Linked DNA regions of Rattus norvegicus: region 2 is linked to region 1. The links are chromatin contacts, called in public Hi-C maps. All regions are on one chromosome and are shown on one strand. The core of a region is the stretch at or near the end of the contact, and the rest is flanking DNA. Distances in the headings are between cores, read along the strand shown.

Region 1 (7,003 bases), core at 663-3,162:
AATAGTTGTGATCTTTCTTTCTATTTAGAAGTTAAGTTAAGTTAAGTCTTGCTTCCTTTTTGAAAGTCAGAAATCCCAGTCACAGGGATTGGGAGGATGGATAAGAACACATCCTCAAGGCAAAATTTACATTTTTCAAAGAGCATCACAAGAGGTTCTGGAGCCTTGCTGGGCTTTGACATACCCAACACACCACGAACAAGAAGTGAGCGCCGAGGGCACCTACCAAGTCTCGAATTGAGCTTGAGAGACATCCATGCTCATCCCTGGCTCTCCAAGGGAGACTCTGGCTACTCTGTGGGTTCTTTCAACTTCTACCCTTCTCCACCCCTCTTCTTCCACCCTTTCAACCCCCTAAAACTAGACAGGAGAGAAAAAAAGGGGTGGAGGAGGAAAGGTGGGGGGGGGATGCCATTGTTAGACTGATTCCTGCTGATTAGGGGGCATTGAGTTCCTTGGGGCAAGTTTGATCTTTGCTGTCAGAACATCTGATTTCTTGTTTCTCCTCTTGTACATTTAACAGTCCACAACCAACCAACAACCCATACTCTTGGGGTCCTAGCATTTATATGCCCTCTTACAGAGTCCCCAGAATTCCAAATGTCACACAATCACAAAAAACTACCTGCCACTGGCTGCATCACACCCCTGCTAGAGCACAAAGCAAACCAGAGTCAGCAGCCCCAGATCTCACACCTGGAATTAAAATAAACGTATTTCGGGGTTGGGGATTTAGCTCAGTGGTAGAGGGTAGGTAGGTAGCTCAGGGCCTGGGTTCGGTCCCCAGCTCCGAAAAAAAGAAAAAAGAAAAAAATAATAATAAACGTATTTCTATTTCTGTGTTTTGTTTTGTTTTGTTTTTAAAGAAACCAAAATTCTCACTACCTGTGCGCACCTGCCTCCACAGGTCTGTGGATCTGTGGTGTCCAGTGGGAGTTAAAGAGCCACCCTCCACAAATGTTCCATGGTCTCAAGGCAGGACCATCAAATCGAGTAAAAGCCTAGTGCTAAAGAGTAGACATATGTGCAAGGACGACCTGACCAAAGAGCTCAATTATGTCTGAATTGAAGCGGCTCCCCAAAACGTTAGATATACCCCAACCAGATGGGAAAACCATCACGTGAAGGACAGTAAAGGTAACTCGGTCTAAGAGTTCCCCAGGGGCTTGTGTTGGGGCGGGTGACTCGGAGGTAGTGTAGGAAGAAAAATGGACAATTCCAGGACAAGGAAGGATTTCCCAGGAGTTAGACTCAGGCAAGCCTGGAATATGAGGGTCTACTTGGAGTCCTCGACAGTGAGAGACCCTCATACTCTTCTAACGCCTAGGTCTGTCTAAAGTGGAAAGGAGCACTCTAAGAGGTGGAAATGGGGGACATTCTAAGACTTTGCTGAAGTTGGAGCAGGGTGGGAGAAGGGAGTTCCACTTCAGGATAACACGCGTTCACTGAAGAATTACGCGAACAACCGACACAGTCCTGCAGTCCCGAGGATTGCCACGGAGCAGTCCCAGGATCCAAGGAAAGGTCTCCCGAGTTCAAGTGCCGGGAAGTACCAGGACGGAAGCGGAGGAACTAGTGAGGGGCCCAGGGCCCGGGGTCCACGGCTCAGGGCCGGAATAGCCTCTGTTCAGAATCAAGAGTCGCCCACCCGCCGGGCCCCACACTCACTATCCATGCCGGGGAAGGGCAGCGGCTGCGCCCCGAGCTGCTGCTCCACGGCGATTTCCAAGTCGAACTTGATGTGATCCACGCTGGCGATTATTTCCTGCATGGCGGCGGCGGCGGCCTCGGGCCCAGCTCCCCCTCAGGTCTCTCAGCCACTCTCCGCGCTTCACACTACCTCTCCCTGTCCCCTTCTCGCTTGCCGCCGCCGCCGCCGCCGCCGCCGCCGCCGCCTCCCCGCGAGGAATGCCGGGAGCGCCTGAGCCCGCGCCGGCCCTTTTCCCCCATCCAGACTCAGCCAATCATGTGCAGAGTCCTGCCACTCCTTCAGGCCTGGCTAGCCGCTGACTGGTCGCCTGTTTCTCTCGGTTCCGATTCAGACAGAACATGAGGCGGCGACGCAAGTGCGCCTGCGCGGGACCTTCCTCTTGCGTGCTGAGGGTAAGAACGGCGTCTCTAAGGCCGCTGTCTGTCTACTCTGAGGTGGTCTCACTGCTTAGAACGCTCAGAGTGAGTGTCTGTCTGTTCAGCACTCAAAGGAATCCCGGAAGCCGGGCCGAAATTGGACTTGAGGGACTTTGTCCTAGCTCGGGCGTCAGATGGGAAAATGTAGGCTCTGAAGGCCTGGGGAGAGGAAGCAAGGGGCGACCCTAGGGTCCCAGGTCTCTCTGTGGGTGTATCTCTAATGCAAACGTTTAAAAGACGGTTAAGAGTGTGGCTCAGTTGGTAAAGTGCTTGGGTTCGAGCCCCAGCACCACATAAACCGGTAGTGTTAGTACATGTAATCCCAGTAAGTAGCAAGTGAAGGCAGGAGGATCAGAAGTTCGAGGCCAACCTGCATTACCTGACAGAACGAGTCAACCTAGTAGAGCTAAGCTTTAAAATACCTTCATACCTACTTGCCCTGGTTTTATGTTTTTTTTTTTTTTTTTATTGAAGGGATTCAAATTAAGCAGGCTGAACTCTCGCCCAGCCCAGCCCAGCCTAATAAAATTAGAATGCTAGGAGGGGAGGCTACAGCTCTGTGAGAGAGAGCGCTTATATCCACTCATCCCTGGATGTGAAGTCCAACACAACCTGATTCGTAACCATGCCAACAAACACAAAAACCAAGTGGTGCTTGCTTGCGGTCTTGGCACAAGTGAGGCTAAGATGAGTTTGAGGCTAACCAAGGCTACCTAGGTGGGACCCTGTCTCAAAAGGGTGAGCTTGGGGCTGGGGATTTAGCTCAGTGGTAGAGCGCTTACCTAGGAAGCGCAAGGCCCTGGGTTCGGTCCCCAGCTCCGGAAAAAAAAAAGAACCAAAAAAAAAAAAAAAAAAAAAAAAGGGTGAGCTAGGGGTGTTTCTCAGCAGTGATGCTCTAAATTCAACCTCCGGTATCACGAAAAAGAAAAAACAAAACCACAAGCTCACATATAATTTTCTGGCTTGTTTGTCTGTTTCTTTCCTTCTTTCTATTTTGGAAACAATATCTCTGTTGTAGCCCTGGCTGGCCTGGAAAGCACATTATGATGTAGACCAGGCTGGTTTCCAACTTCTGTCTGCCTGTCACAGCCTCTGAGTGCTGGGACTTAAGTGTACACCACCACAAGTTGTAAGAAACACATTTCAATACTGAGGGATTGAACCTAGGAACCTAGTGCATGCTAGAGAAGTATTCTACCACAGAGCGACATACGCCCTGATTCCCCTTTGTGCATTTGTAGTCCTTCTGCCTCGGGTTGCTGAGTATCGGGAATTTCAGGCCTGACTAAGGCTTTCTCTTTTGTTATTTGCTGGATTGTTTAGTTTTGGGTTTGTTGTTCTGTTTGTTTGGTTGGTTGGTTGGTTTTGTTGAGACAGGGTCTCACATACCTTGGTTTTATTTGTAGCGGAGGCTAACATTGAGTTCCCGTACATCTTTTTTATTTAAACACATTTATCTAAATATCTATGTGTGTGTTTATGGGCCTTCCACAGCACACGTGTGTGCAGATCAGGGAACAGCTTCTGCTACAAGTTCTCCCAAGTTGGTTCAGGAATGAAACTCAGGTCACCGAGCTCTGCAGCAAACACCTTTATCTGCTGAGACACTCTTGGGCCTTTGTTGCTGTTGAGACTGGAGATCTCTGGGTAACCCTGACTAGCTTGGACTCACTGTGTAGATCAGGCTGATGTTGAACTCGTAGAGATCCCACTGCCTCTGTCTCCCTGGTATAGGGGCTAAAGGTGTGGCCCATCACGTCTTAATCTTATTTTTCTTTTGAGACAATCTCATGAAGCCCAGGCTGGCTTTGAAGTCAATACTGTAGCTGAGGATGACCCCAAATTTCTGACTCTTCTCCCACCTATGTGCTGAGTTCAGCCCATCTCCCACTCCCCACCGTGATCCAGAGCCAGGGCTTTCTAGCTCAGAGCCCACCCTTGTGACTACACTTTCTGACTTTTCATGGAGGCTGATTCAGTTTATTTTTCTTGATTCCAGGCTGCAGTGGCCCAAGGTAGCCAGGGATGGACCTCCTAAGACTCTCCCGGCTCTTTTCTGGCCCCCACCCCATAGGACTGTCTGTCCTTCAACGCCTGGATCTTCTCCGATCTACCCAATGGACAGGAGGCAGGGAGGGACCTGCATGGCTGAGGGCTGCCTCCTGCAGTTCTTCCTCCCACCAGAAGAGAATGAGCAGCCTCTGCTCTGACTCCAGTACTCCTGTGGCGCCTCAGGAGGAGGAAGAAGAAGAGAGCTTTGGGACCCTCTCTGAGAAATTCTCCTCCCGGAGAATATTCCACAAATCAACAGCCCAGCTCTATAACCTGAAACTCAAGGAGCAAGGTGTTGAGGAGGAAGAACTGGAGCCCAGACTACGGCAGGGCGGGAGGAACACTCCATACTGGTACTTCCTTCAGTGCAAACGTCTGCTCAAGGAAGGAAAGGTCTGAGATGTAATGGGACTTACCTTGTGTCCCCGGCCCTTTAAGAACTGCTTGACTCTGCGACCTTTAGTGTTGGATGCCTATGGGATTTCTGGGAATAGGATAGAGGATATATATATATACACATACATATATATACATACACACATATGTATATATGCTGTCGGGGGGCGGGGGGGCTAGCAGAGTGAGAAGAGAAGCCAGTGAAGGCGTTGTTAGAAGGCAGCTGAGCCAGGAGGAGCTGAGCTGAGCAGATAGGCTAGAACAGTTGTTATAGTTTGGAGCTGCTAGTGTTGGGAAATCTGGGAAGGGGTTGTTAAAGCAGGCTGTTGGGGAACAAAGGGAGGAAGAGTGGGGAGAGACGTTTGAAGGGGCTGGGCTGGGAACTGGGAGGAGGACAGGCAGGGAGTTAAGAGAACTGGTTACTGTCCTATAATAGGCATGTCACGTGAGAACCGTGGGGTCTTCCTTCTCTGGGTTGGCATTTTATGTGGGGCGCATGGCCCTTCAGCTGTTGGGGTGTTCAGTGCTCGGCCCTTGGGTCTCTGTTACTGCTGTTTATGTGGACACGTGCGTGTGTGAGCCATGGTGCACGTGTGGAAGCCAGAGGACGATGGGTAGAGCTGCTTTTTCCTTTCCACCTTTATGGGGGGCCCAGGGATCAGACTCTGGTCAATAACACTGCAAGTGCCTTTATCTGCTGACCCATATTGCTAGCCCCTTACCTATCTTTAACCCACTCCATGGTGGTAACCCCATGAGTTTTCCTGTCCATGCCACATTTCTTTGAGTCATGATTTATTCTTCTCTTAACAATTTGGCCTTTAAACTGTTGTGAGCTCTAACTAATTTTCATTCCTTCAAGGCTGTCTTGCTGTTGCTGAATAGCCCTGGCTGATTGGTACTTATTATGTAGCTCAGGATAGCCTAAAACATATAATCCTCCTGTCTCACCTTCTTGAGCACAGGGATGGCCTATACCTAGCTTACTTTATTATTTTATGCCTTTCTCACAATCTTAACTGGGTAGCCCCGGCTAAACTGGAACTCACACTATGTAGACCAGGCTGGCCAGGAGCTCACAGAACGGCCACTGACTCACAAATACTGGGACTTCAGACATGTAGTAGGACATCTAGCTTATTTTATTTGTTTGGTTTTATTATTTTTTGGTATAGGATTTCTCTCTCTGTCTCTTTGCATTCCTGGCTGTCCTAGAATTCACTATAGAGGCTCAGCTGGCCTTGAACTCAGAGATCTACCTGCCTCTGCTGGGATTAAAGGCATAAACTACAATACCTGATTTATTTGTTATTTTTAATTTTTAAAACACTTTATAAACTTTGTTTTTGTGGGCTTTTGTTTTGTTTTGTTTTGTTTTGGTTTTTTTGATAGGGTTTCTCTGTGTAGCCCTGGCTATCCTGGAATTCACTGTGTAGATCAGACTGGCCTCAAACTCAGAGACCCACCTGTCTCTGCCTTCTAAGTGCTAGAATTAAGTGAGTTTCTACACCATTCTATGCCACTTAGCTCACAGATAAAAGGCACACAGACCTGGTATTTTTTTATATTTTTATTATTTATTTACATGTATATCTGTATATATCTGTATATGTGCATGTTCCTGAAGTTAGGAGCATCACTTGGAGCTAGCTGGCTGATGTGGGTGCTGGGAATTGAACTCAGGACCTCTGGGAGAGCAGTCAGAGCTTTTTTTTTTTTTTTCTTTTTTTCCGGAGCTGGGGACCGAACCCAGGGCCTTGCGCTTCCTAGGCAAGCGCTCTACCACTGAGCTAAATCCCCAACCCCTGCAGTCAGAGCTCTTAACCACTAAGCCATCTCTCCAGCCCTTGGGGAACGTTCTTTACAGCACATTGGATTTTTTTTTTTTTAAGATTTATTATATTTATTATATAGAAGTACACTGTAGCTGTTTTCAGACACACCAGAAGAGGGCATCAGATCTCATTACAGATGGCTATGAGCTACCATGTGGTTGCTGGGATTTGAACTCAGGACCTCTGGAAGAGCAGTCAGTGCTCTTAACCACTGAGCTATTTTACAGCACATTGGTCAATACAGTGCTCATGTCCACACTGCAACCTGATCGTGGAGCACAGAACTCAGCATCTGAATACACAGCAGACAAGACCAACCCCAACACTGATTTTCCTTCTGTGTGTGAATGTGTGCTTACGTTTGTCTGTGCACCCACAGAGGTGAGAGCATTAGGTCCCCCAGAACCAAAGTCACACATGGCTGTGAGCAGCCTGACAAGGGTGCAGGGGATAGAATGTGGGACTCCTGGAAGTTTCTGTGCTCTAAGTTGATGCCATCCCTCCAACCCCCTTATTTATTTCATTTCGTAGATAGAGTCATGTGTCTCCTGGGCTGGCTTTGAAGGATAACCCTAAGCCTGAGCCTGACCCTC
Region 2 (7,025 bases), core at 1,348-3,847, 770 kb after region 1:
TGATGATAATGGACTAAACCTCTGAAACCATAAGCAAGCCCCCGATTAAATGCTTTCTCTTATAAGGGTTACCTTGGCCACAATGTCTCTTCACAGCAAAAGAACACCGACAGAGACAGTGTTTTTTCACAGCAACAAAAACTAAGACAATTTTTTTTCTTCCTCAAGTGTTGTTGTTAGCAGAGAGAAAAGCAACCAACAGAACCCCCATTCCAGAAACGCTTTCCCGGTGAGGTCCACAAGAGACTCCAAACGGAAAGGGAATCATACCATCCCAGCCCACAGCAGTGTTTGCTGACTCTCTTGTGTCTAGGAAGCCACCCCCCAATGACCCACGTCACACAGGCAATGGGCCAGTACCCATGCCTTTTTTAGATGTCACAGGCTGGCCTCAGAGTCACGATGTAGCTGAGGATGACCTTGAACTTCTAATCCTTCTGTCTCTATCTCCCCAGTGCTGAGATTACAAGCCTGCACTACCGCATCCAATTGAGGCAGTTGTGGTGGCTTGAATGGCAGTGGCCCCCACAGGCTCCTAAATTTGAATGTTTGGTCCCTGGCTGATGTCACTGTTTTGGGAGGGACAGGGAGGCACGGCCTTGTTGGAGATGATGTAAACTCCCAGTTTCTGTTTCAGCACCTTCTCTGCCTACCTGCGTCCACACCTTCAGCTATACCGGTCATGGACCCACCCTCTGAAACCAGAAGCAAGCCCCCATTAAATGCTTTCTTTTGTAAATTGCTTCAGTCACGGGTGTCTCTTCCCAGCAAAAGAACAATAACCAAGGCAGCAGTGCTGGAGGTAGAGCCCAGGACTTTATGCAAAATAAGTAAACATTCTACCAACTGAGTCACATCCCAGGAGATAAGAAGATCCCCAAGGTTAGTTGAGCAGCCAACCAAACCTAATCGGTAAGTCCCAGGTCTCAGCAAGAGGACAGCCAAAGGTTGCCTCCGCATAGATGTGTTCACACGCGCGCGCGCACGCGCACACACGCACACACACACACATGCACACACACGCACACACACATGTGCACCCACATATACACACGTGCACACACACATGTGCACCCACATGCACACACACGTGCACCCACATACACACACATGCACCCACATACACACACATGCACCCACATACACACACGCACACACATGCACACACACATGTGCATCCACCTATACACACACATGCACTCACATGCAAACACACATATGTGAATATTCAAAAACACACACAAATACCAGTAGCAACAACCAAACGAATCAGAGCAAGGGAAGGGTTAGCCAGTGAGGAGGGGTCAGATAAAAGAGCGGGACAAATGAGGCAAGGGAGGGGGCTGACTGCGATATTGTTTATAGACCACGGCCAGACCATACAGGATGACCATGGGAAGAGCTAGCTCAGTCAGTCGACTGTAGAAAGGTCATTGGCTATGTGGCCACCAGGTGCTAAGAAGCCAGGAGTAAAACAGCCCGTCCAGTTCAACAGCAAGACTTGGGGAAACAGCCAGGCACGAAATGCAAGGGATTAAATACAACAGCTCTGGTCAGAGATCACCCAAAACGACCACCAGTATGGCTCAGAATGCAGGTTTGGTTTGGTGTTTGTTGTTTTATCTTGTTTGAGACAGGGTTTCATGTTTGGCTTTAAACTCTTTACATGGCCAAGGTTGCCCTTAAACACCGGGCTCTCCTGCCTCCTGCCTCCTGCCTCCTGCCTCCTGCCTCCTGCCTCCTGCCTCCTGCCTCCTGCCTCCTGCCTCCTGCCTCCTGCCTCCTGCCTCCTGCCTCCTGCCTCCTGCCTCCTGCCTCCTGCCTCCTGCCTCCTGCCTCCTGCCTCCTGCCTCCACACGCGGTGCCGAGACTGCAGGCTTACACACCCAATTTAACATCACCAGGGATCAGGCCCAGGGGCCCACATATGCTGAGGAAGAAACCCTATCAACAAACTGCATGCCCAGCCTATGGTTGGTGTGTTGTTGATTTATAATGTCTATATATTTGGGTGTGTCTTTGTGACTGTTTGTCACACGTGTGTTGTATTCTCTAAGACCAGAAGAGGTTGTCAGATCCTATGGGACCAAAGTTACAGGTTGCTATGAGTCACCTGGCCTAGGGGCTAGGTGCTAGGAGCTGAACTTGGGTCCTCTGGAAGAGCAGTCAGTGCTCTTAACCACTGAGCCATCTCTCCAGCCCCAGCTTAGAATGAGAAAAGACAATGATGTCTTAGAAAAACCTACGGAAATCAGGGAAGATTCTCGGTCCCACCAAAGACTGTGCAGAATGTGGGGTATAATAGAAAGGAGGGACCTGTCACGTCACAGTATGAGGACCTCACTGGGAGGCTGGCTTTGAAATCTGTAGTGATAACAGTCAAGTGGATGATGTTGAAGATGACCTAGACTAGGTAAGCTATGTTGAGTCCTACTGGGAATGGAAGGAGGACCCACAGTGCAGCACCCTGGTCCTTTTGCGGGATGGGAGTGGGAGGGATTTAACAAGTGTCAGTGACCTCGCGGGGAGGCAGCGGGGGCGGCAAGCGAGAAGGGGACCAGGAGAGGTAGTGTGAAGCACGGAGAGCGGCTGAGAGACCTGAGGGGGAGCTGGGCCCGAGGCCGCCGCCGCCATGCAGGAAATAATCGCCAGCGTGGATCACATCAAGTTCGACTTGGCAATCGCCGTGGAGCAGCAGCTCGGGGCGCAGCCGCTGCCCTTCCCCGGCATGGATAAGTCGGGGACTGCTGTCTGTGAATTCTTTTTGAAAGCGGCCTGTGGCAAAGTGCAGTTACTTGGTGAAGCAGTAGACCTTGGAGGTGGGCCAGGCACCTTGACTTCATGGTTTCTGGTCAGGACGTCATTCCCTCATTGGGTCCTGGTCTCATTCCCATGTTTGCTCAGCTCTTCTGCCCTCTGACTATTAGGGAGCATGTGCCCATTCCGCCACATTAGTGGTGAGAAGACAGTTGTGTGCAAACACTGGCTGAGAGGACTGTGCAAGAAAGGGGACCAGTGTGAGTTCTTGCACGAATACGACATGACCAAGATGCCAGAGTGCTACTTTTACTCCAAGTTCGGGGAGTGCAGCAACAAGGAGTGCCCCTTCCTGCACATCGACCCTGAATCCAAGATAAAGGACTGCCCTTGGTATGACCGTGGCTTCTGTAAGCATGGTCCCCTTTGCAGGCATCGGCGAACCCGGAGAGTCATTTGTGTGAACTACCTTGTTGGATTCTGCCCTGAGGGACCATCATGTAAATTCATGCACCCTCGATTTGAACTGCCCATGGGAACCACTGAGCAACCCCCACTACCACAGCAGACACAGCCTCCAACAAAGAGAGCCCCGCAGGTCATTGGGGTCATGCAGAGTCAAAACAGCAGTGCAGGCAACCGGGGACCCCGGCCGCTGGAGCAAGTCACTTGCTACAAGTGTGGTGAAAAAGGACACTACGCCAACAGATGCACCAAAGGGCACTTGGCCTTTCTCAGTGGACAGTGACAGCAGCAACAGCAGCAGCTGGCATCACTGTGGAGCAGCCTGAGGGCCCGCTGTTGGGAGCATGCACTTAGCTGCTGAATGTAGGACTGGCAGGACTCCGGCTGGAGCTGCAGGCATACCTGTCAGGGCTCACTCCGAGGGCCATGTCTGTCCTTTGGTTTTGCTATAATTTTTTAAAAGAAGGACCATGTGCTTCAGGTGGGTCCCCTGAGCCAGAGTTTGCCTGGACATCAGTGCCTCGTTTTTTATTTTATGAGTTATTTTTCTGGACTTCCTGCACAGTGCCCTGTTGGGGAGAGAGAAGCTGGGAGGCCTATGCATGGTCCTGGGTGGAAGACAGCTGGCCATTCCCCTCAGGGCCTCATTGAAACACCAGCACCTAAAGAGGATGGGTGGGTCATGTGGGGCTGTGGCCGGGTCAGCCTGCTTTCTCCATGTCCTGCTGACGTCTGAAGCTGTGCCTATGAATGTGGTTTGAACAAGGGAGCCCTTCCTGACAAACGTAGAGCACCCTCTGCCTGGCCTGGCCCTCACTGTGGGAGAGGCGCCAGGCTCCCCAGGCTGAGCTGCTTTTCTGGGCTTGCTTGTGGGGCACCTATGTGACAGTGCTTCATTCAAGTGCCCCTTTGGCCAGTGCTGGAGACCACCTTTAAATAGCTGACCCAGTTGATCTGCGCCTACCTCCTGCCCAGCAAGCTCCATGCTGCCACTCAGACACCTGTGGCATGCAGAGGCCGCCCATCCTTGAGCCTAGAAAATGTGAACCCATCACCTGCAACCTGCTGGGCAAGTGGGCCTATCCAAGTTCAGTTATGAGAATACTTTGATTAAAAAGCTTGTTTAAAAAAAAAAAAAAAAAACAAGTGTCAGTGAGCCATGGTGGGAACAGCATTGGGAGACCTCGACCTCGGAGAGTGAGAGAGTCATTGTAACCATTTGAACAGCATGGGAGCATGGGGGAACTGTGGAGCCACTGCTCCCCCTGGTGGTCCAAGTATGACATGACAGGTAAAAATTCTGTCTGCATTCCCCTGCCTAACAACCCAAGCCAGGGTGCCCTCTGCCTCTGACTTCACAGCATTAGTTCCAAGAACACTCTTAACCCATAGTTGTGACCAGTGGAGAAAGCCCAACCCACAAGTGTATTGTGAAGATGACCCAGGCGTAGAGTGTCACGCCTGTCATCTCAGCGCTTGAGAGGTGTCAGGCGGACCAGGAGTCCATCGCCAGCCTCTGCTAGATGATGTCTGAGGCCTGTCCCGGCTACATGAGACCTTGTTTCAAACAAAATAAAACATAAAGAACACAGAGACTTTGGGAATGGCTCGGTCAATACTTGCTTAACGTGAAAGCAAGAGGACTTGAGTTCAATACACAAAACCACATTAAAAACAACAAACCCAAAACAAACCAAAACAACAACAACAACAATAAAGAAAACAGTTTAGACCAGAGAATTGCCTTAGTAAAGCATCCATATATGAAGACTTCCAGGATCACGTAAAAAACTAGGCGGGCTTGGAGACTGTCTATAAGCCCAGCACTCAGAAGGTGAAGGCAGGAGGATCCCTGAAGTTCACTGATCTGTCAGCCTGGCCTGACCCATGGTCTCCAGGTTCACTGAGACATCATCTCAAAAATAAGGTGAAGCCTGGCTGATGAACTCACACACATGCATGCATGGGCATGCAAGTGCACACTCTCTCTCTAGGGCCTAGGTGCTAGGAGCTGAACTTGGGTCCTCTGGAAGAGCAGTCAGTGCTCTTAACCACTGAGCCATCCCTCCAGCCCCAGCTTAGAATGAGAAAATTCTCATTCTCTCTCTCTCTCTCTCTCTCTCTCTCTCTCTCTCTCTCTCTCTCTCTCTCTCACACACACACACACACACACACACACACATACACATACACACATGTATGGGGATGCAAGTGCACACTCTCTCACACACAAGCACATGCATGTGTAGATATGCACATGCACGTACACTGTCTCATACACACACACGCATGTATGCAGGAGCATGCAAGTGCACTCTCTCTCTCACACACACACACATACATGCATGCATGCATGAGCATGCAGGTGCACACTCTCTCACATACACAAACACATGTATGGGGATGCAAGTGTACACTCACACACAAGCACATGCATGTGTAGGTATGCACATGCACATACACTGTCTCATACACACACATGCATGCAAGCAGGAGCATGCAAGTGCACACTCTCTCACACACACACATGCATGTGTGGGTTGTGCATGCACACACACACACATGTGTAGGTACGTGTATGCACACTCTCCTACACACACACATACATGTGTGGGCATGCACACACACTGTCACACACACAGACACACAGTCCCCCACACACAAGTTTTAAGTATTTATGAATTGATTATGACATGCATTAAGAAAAGAGCAAACCTGTGAACTCATGTTTATCATATGTGATTTAAACCACCTCCTCTGAAAGACAATTTAAGCTTAAACAAGAAATTGATTTAAACATCCAATATTGACAGATTAATAAAACAGGCTCAGAGGGATGTGGTAAAGTCAAGATGTATGAGCCCGTCTGAGGTCTGAGAAACCTGTTTCCAGGAATTCCGGAAACAGCTGTGGAGATTCTAAGACTGTGAGTCTAAACAGGAAACAGCTGTGGAGAGTCTAAGATTGTGAGTCTAAACAGGAAACCGTGAGCCAGGGAGGTGGCTCAGCAGGTAAGGGCACTCATGGCCAAGCCCGATGACCTGAATTTAATCCTGGGAAACTACCTGGTAGAAAAACAATGGACTCTCACAAGTTGTCCTCTGACCTCAAGGCACATATTGTACACACTCATGTGCACACACACCATAAATAAAAAATCCAAATAGGAAACTCACACTCTTTTCTTATAAGCCTTAAATGGTTATTCCAGGACATAAAAGCAATATTTTGCACTTTCTTGCTTTGTGACTTACTTTGCATATTCTTCTCAGTGCCCTACTCTGTAGGGTACCTAATTCCTTTAAAATGTGAGAATTTATATAAGCAATGCATTTTGGAATGTGATTTTTTAGAATGTTTTGGGACTAATGTTCTTCCTCCTAGAGGGACTTATCCTCAATTTTATAATGAAAGTCAGTTGGAATATGAGATTCAGCCTATATAAAATTACCTTTGAGGCAGATTTTCGATATCTTTTTATTTATAAATGAGTTCCGTTGTTATTAAAAAGCAGTTTTATTCAATTATGTTTCTTTCTTTTCCGTCCTGCCTCATTCCATGTAGATTTGAGGCACGTTAAAACAAGGGTACCTATGATAGAAATAAAATTGAAAAATGAAAACTTTAGTTGCTAAAAGTTAGAAGCTACATCAGGCTTGGGTATCGTGACTCTGGGGTCCCAACGACTGGGAAGCAGATACAGGGAGATCATGAGTTCGGGGTCATAGTTGATGAGTTTAAAGCCAACCTGGGCTGTGTGAAACCCATCTCAAAATAAAAGTTGTTCTTGTTGGAGTGAAGAA

What was found. Hi-C and Micro-C count contacts between places; a contact is called where the count stands out from the background.
Region 2: a Hi-C map of kidney shows a contact between it and region 1, with 19 times the contacts expected there. The contact joins the promoter of Cpsf4l2 here to the promoter of Cpsf4 in region 1. A contact is called at or near these places in 2 of 12 Hi-C or Micro-C datasets (kidney and mammary epithelial cells).

Annotation. Positions count from the first base shown.
Region 1 is chr12:14,557,438-14,564,440 of GRCr8, forward strand. Cpsf4 (cleavage and polyadenylation specific factor 4) reads right to left here and starts at 1,913. Exons shown (of 8, transcript NM_001401116.1): 1 at 1,669-1,913. The coding sequence starts at 1,771. All of the region lies in intron 1 of Hint1l2 (histidine triad nucleotide binding protein 1 like 2), which reads right to left. It overlaps Ptcd1 (pentatricopeptide repeat domain 1), which reads left to right and starts at 2,036. Exons shown (of 9, transcript NM_001401119.1): 1 at 2,036-2,103; 2 at 4,127-4,572. The coding sequence starts at 4,153.
Region 2 is chr12:15,322,850-15,329,874 of GRCr8, forward strand. It overlaps Cpsf4l2 (cleavage and polyadenylation specific factor 4 like 2), which reads left to right and starts at 2,598. Exons shown (of 2, transcript XM_002727934.7): 1 at 2,598-2,790; 2 at 2,932-4,365. The coding sequence starts at 2,633. The coding sequence ends at 3,505.